Linked DNA regions of Danio rerio: region 1 is linked to region 2. Evidence: chromatin contacts called from public Micro-C data. All regions are on one chromosome and are shown on one strand. Each heading gives the region's core, a stretch centred on a gene start, on an enhancer-like site or on the middle of the called end of the contact. The rest is flanking DNA. Distances are from core to core; before and after follow the strand shown.

Region 1 (2,700 bases), core at 190-2,689, 220 kb after region 2:
TCTTTTGTAGAATTTTTGTCTTGTTTCTAGTCTAAATCTTGACATTTCAAAGTGAAAACAAAAGTATTTAACTTAGCATGCTTTAAGGGAAAAACTCTTCCTTATTTCATCTGAAGTTGAAAACAAAACAATATTTTTACTTGATCAAAGCATTTTGTTTAGATATTTGGACAGATAAATAAGACAATACAAGAAATGCATTTTTTGCATTGTGATTATTCAATTTCTGTACATGAAAAATGCTACTCTCCAGAAAACCAACAAATAGTGCTATTCAAATTATATTGTGACACGGTATTTACATTGCAATGTTTATCGCAAGAAAATAAAATATAGGAATATTCGATTTTTTACCAGTATATGCAGCCCTGTTTGGAACCACTTGAAGGGGAGTAAATTTTCGTTTTTGAACAATTAACATGATAACAATATCTGAATGTGAAAAGAGAGTCCTTTGCCATTGACAGCCATTCAAATATAATTTTAGAGTATAATTGGAGCATAAAGAGTAAAAAGTTCTGCAACTCACAACAGGTTCAGTGTACATTTAGCCTACATAGAATTCATTTGGAGTCACTGCTGCATGCATCAAAAGTGAAGGCATTTCTTTTAACGCTACCTTGCTCTAATAACTGATTCATTCCACTGGGGTTCTGAGATGGGCTTTTGTTCTTTGGTTGAGATCTGTCATCGTGTTTCCGGTAGTCTGTCAATATGGACTGAAGAGTTGACATCTGCTTCCTATGTGCTCGTATGGATCCATCCATCTGCTGTCTGTTTGTCCAACAAACAATTAAACTACTCATAACCCCATCAATTACGTGAAAGATTTTAGAACCTACCTGAGATTTTTAATCTCTCTTCTCATTATTGACGCTTGCTGTGTCAGTTTTGTGACATGTTCAGCACAACTACACACTGGTGACGACATTTTTAGGGATTCCTTTGTACAAATTATAGTCTATCGCTTTAGTAATATATCCAAGAACAAACTGAATTGTTTATTCCATCAGCTGCTCTGCTTTCGCTTCAGTGAGAACACGTGTTTTGCTGTTGGAAAAAATGTGCTGGACGACTAAACACTTTCACAACATTAAACAGCTACTGTTGTCATATACCGCCATCTTCTGTTTACTTTGCGATCAACAAGCTATAGCTAAAATAAATATATTTACTCAAAGCAAGCCGTCTAGTTTATTTTACTGTATCTTTTTCTAAATGTATTTTCTAAATGAAACCTTACTGTATCTTTTCTAAATGTTCTATTTTTCTAAATGTTGATCGGTGCAGATGGTTTTTGGTATGCATATGTTTGTCGGTAGATTTTTTTTTTCATAAATAGGCCGACAGGTGGCAATATGCACATGAATGAGAATCAACAATAAACCAAAGAAGAAATGGGCTTCCGTATGTTACGCAGAGGTTTTGACCAATGAGCTGATTGTGCGTTTTATTTTGAACGTGAAGGTGGCGGTTTAGACGATAACGCTTGTTTTTACAATATCAGTCAAGTCAGGATTAAAATAAACAGTAACGTTCATAAATCGCTTATAAGGTAAGAAGTAAAGGAGGAACTAATTTTTATATAATCGTGTTACTAAAATATTTTACGATAACGTTAGTTAGTGCCGCTTGTCTGATAACTGTAAATCTGGACGTAAAACCCGTGTTTCAGACCATGACAAATTACCTAAAGTTGCATGCTTATTTTGATAAGTAACTTATTTGATAAGCACATGTGATGTCTAAAATTGGTGTAAATAGGCGCCAAAGTTGACATTTCTTGAAGGGATGCAAACAGTGACGGTCATGTAATGCTGTAAAAATGTGAACCATCTCTTGATAGTTTGTGGGGAAAATGGGTGTTATATGCAATTATTTAACTTCACATTAATGTAGTTGTAAATGTAGGCTACATTTTTCTTCCTTTGTGCAGAAGAATCTAGCTTTTTATAAAAAAAATAGTATTTTATGATTTTTTTTAATGGTATGGGTTGATTTACATATTTATCAAACTTTAATCAACCCCCTGAAAATCCACTATATATAAAATAATCACTTCCATCACTCTTTTGTGTTATTGCAGATATTACTCTCAAAACATGTCATCTGTCAATGGCTTGTCAAATGTGAGTAGTCCATACCATAACCATAAACATAAATGTTTTTTTCCAACCATCACCATGAGCTCTAATGATAAACCTGTGTGTTCTGTGTTTTAGACCAAACCAGACAGAGTCCCGCTCAGAGATGTACAGAATGAACTGTTAAATATGCAGGACACTCCAACTCTTATGGTTAAACATGCATCGACGCATGTGAAGGACTCAAACATGAAGGTTTGGAGAGATTTCTTAACTGCTTTCACATCGCTCATTTAATATTTTTAAATAAAAATTGAAACTAATTCTTTAATAATTAAAAGTAATAAATTAGAAAAAAGAGAAACCATTTGAAAAAAAGTATGTAAATTTACAGATTTATTTAGGATTTACAATTTACAGTTATGTTATGATTAGTATTACAGTTACAGCTATGAGTGATCAAATTACTTCCCAATTTAACTTAAACATTTAAATATCCTTGTTGAGATCATAATGTTTTTTGTGTGTGTGTGTGTGTGTGTAAAAACAAAAACAAAAAAAGTCCCTATTCTTATTTTAAAAACCTCCCAAGGCCGTCTAATTCTTGTTCAGATTC
Region 2 (2,890 bases), core at 219-2,718:
TAATAAAAAACAAAAAAATAATACCTTCTTGATTTGATCACCTTAATTGAATTCCTATAGATGGAGTCACTGCCTCTGGCTAAAGACTCATCTAGCAGGGCCTTGAGTTTCTCTGCCGAGTCTTTGCTCTTGGAGTGAAGATACCCCAGTCCCTTCAGAAAGATAGGGTCTAACTCTAGACTTACTGTCCCAGCCATTGTTTAGCGATTATTATCTAATTTAACATAAGAAAATGACCCGGCCCTCTACTTATGGAGTTTACGATGTTATATTCTCGGATAACACTAGAAAAGCTTCATTTCAGACTCTACAATATCTAGTCTTTCTGAGCTAACAAAAGCAACATGAACTTACTGACACCGGATTGTGCTCAAGCTTTTGTTTAAGGAACGTTTTTATAAACCGTAAAAAAAAAACAAGATATTATCCTTAGCAGAAATTAACTAACTTAGCAATGCTTGAAATGATCCGACTATAGTATCGAATTAAAATAGAGCAAGTAGAAAGAAAGCGCTTGAAAAGTATGGGGACCTCAATAGGGCGTGGCTTAGTGGCCATGAGGTTGTCTCTAATTGGTCGGATGAATCTGTTTTCTGTTTTTGTGCTAATTTACATTTTAATTTATCTCTCTTTGGCATGTTTTAAAAATTGTTTGTAAAAACAATATTTATTTTAAAAAGTGTCCTATTTAAACTATTGCTCACATAAAAGATGAAGCAACACGCCAACGGTTTTGTCACGTGATAGTTGTTGTTTTTCTTACTGCTTGTCAGTTCTTATTGTTAGATTAAAAATAACCTGTTGGTGAGAATTATGTACCAAATTATTAGAAATTAATGGACTTGCCTTAGACACATGTTTTCTATTTACTAACATTTGTAAATTTCTTAAATTTCTCTGCAGGATTTTGATGGCTTGATAGCGCTTTGCATTCTGAGCCACCAAGTGCCCCCTACTGGATAACTGGTGATCATAATGATGTTTGCCGACTGTTCTTTTATTTCTTTCTAATGACGCTTTTGTGTTTCTACTAAATCATACCGACATAAGCGCTTCGTTTCCGCCGTCATTTTCACCAACAGCACCTCGACATGAAATTTCAGCCTGCAAATTATTTTAAAAATATCACTATGTATTAATATATTAAAATCATCAGGAATGCGAGCTTATCAACCAGCTTAAAAATCATATCAGCCGGACACTAATAAATGTAACACAAGGAAATGCTACGTAGTGCGTAAAATTGAAATATCCTTGACCAAATAGGTAAATAACGTCTCGTAACAAACTCTCAAAACCTTATTGTTCTATAACCATCCAAGACCATTTATTGTGCGAATTTAACGGCATATCTTGCCCGTTATGGCGTTGTTGACAGGGGTCAAAAGAATGCGTTGTAGGAGCGTCATAATTGTGTTGTCGAGTGTAAGAAGCTGATTGGCTGTTCTGGTGTGACGGGGGTTCTTGTCCCAGATCGCAGGGGTTAGACAATAAGAATCCAAACAGCAGCATTTACAATAATAACACCGCATAGATGCTATTTCTATCTCTCTGTGGTTTCAAGTAGCTGGCGCTGTCACTAAAACAGCTGTTCTAAATATATCAGACGAATCGAATAATTTTTCAGAATTATTCAGTCACTTAGACCAATCAAATACATCCCAGAAAAAAGGTAAGTGCCACACATCTATAGGTCTTCTAAGCATTTTGTTGATTTCGACATGCTTCACTTCTATTTAGTCTAACTGGATTCATTCTGATCAGTCATAAATAAATTTGTGTGAATGCGGGTAATAAAGGTTGATTGTGACGCTATTGACAGATTTCAGATTGTAAAGTTAAAATGCTCAGTTTCTTTGTTATCTAATTGCATTGAATACAGCCCTCATGTAGGCATGATTATAATAAATGACACGGGATGCATTTAAAGCCTTTTTTTTTGGAGTATTGATTCCATTTAAATACATAAATGAAAATGCAAAAGTGAAAGTGACCTGTTTTTTTTTATTTCTTAATTGTTTTATTTTTGTCAGTAGTTTATGTTTGTTTATATATTGTTGTTGTTACAGTGGTTGTCAGTAACAATATTTTTTCTTTCAGAAAAAAATATTTTTTTAGGAAGGAAATGGTGATGGAGAAGCCCAGTCCCCTGCTGGTAGGGCGGGAGTTTGTGAGACAGTATTACACACTGCTAAATAAAGCACCGGACTTTCTGCACAGGTATGCCTTACAAAATCATAATTTCATAATGTCTCCTCACATGGCTTTATCATATTAAAATACAAGTTATTCAAAACATTTTTGTGATGCAGATTTTATGGACGAAACTCATCTTACGTCCATGGCGGACTGGATTCGAATGGGAAACTTTCAGAAGCAGTCTATGGGCAAGCAGTAAGTTTAAAAGATTGTTGTGTGTTCAGGTAAGCTGAATTGTACGTCTACTCATTTGTTTTTCCCATCTACAGGAGATACACAAAAAGGTTATGTCCTTGCAGTTCAGCGAATGCCACACTAAAATCCGGCATGTGGATGCCCATGCCACGCTGAGTGATGGTGTGGTTGTTCAGGTGATGGGAGAGCTTTCCAATAATGGACAACCCATGAGGAAATTCCTACAGACATTTGTGCTGGCCCCAGAGGTGTGTAGGATTACAATATACCATTATTATTACATATTTTAATTAATTCATCCAACATTTAGTATTTAATTTGTTAAAGCACAAACTTGAATTTGTGAGTATGAATGGAGATTTGCACATCTGGCCACTGGAATTTCTTTGCAGAACTATTGAAGCTCTGTCAGATTAGTAAGAGAAAGCAAGTAAGGCCTTTTGTTTTGTTTTGTTTTTCAAATACACCCATAAAGTCTCAATTAAAAAAGAGATTT

The links. Hi-C and Micro-C count contacts between places; a contact is called where the count stands out from the background.
Region 1: a contact with region 2 is called in a Micro-C map of caudal fin, with 7 times the contacts expected there. The contact joins the promoter of si:dkey-25o16.4 here to the promoter of g3bp2a in region 2. A contact is called at or near these places in 4 of 18 Hi-C or Micro-C datasets (caudal fin, embryo, hematopoietic stem cells and 1 more) and 2 of 4 datasets of contacts at active chromatin or transcription factors (embryo and gastrula embryo).

The regions. Positions count from the first base shown.
Region 1 is chr1:28,313,396-28,316,095 of GRCz12tu, forward strand. si:dkey-25o16.4 reads left to right here and starts at 1,440. Exons shown (of 26, transcript XM_690920.9): 1 at 1,440-1,555; 2 at 2,087-2,129; 3 at 2,223-2,339. The coding sequence starts at 2,103. trmo (tRNA methyltransferase O) reads right to left here and starts at 1,069. Exons shown (of 7, transcript NM_001327757.1): 1 at 843-1,069; 2 at 620-774. The coding sequence starts at 931.
Region 2 is chr1:28,090,874-28,093,763 of GRCz12tu, forward strand. It overlaps g3bp2a (G3BP stress granule assembly factor 2a), which reads left to right and starts at 1,469. Exons shown (of 13, transcript NM_001080563.1): 1 at 1,469-1,676; 2 at 2,101-2,220; 3 at 2,313-2,394; 4 at 2,469-2,642. The coding sequence starts at 2,126. ints12 (integrator complex subunit 12) reads right to left here and starts at 492. Exons shown (of 6, transcript NM_001002161.3): 1 at 42-492. The coding sequence starts at 197.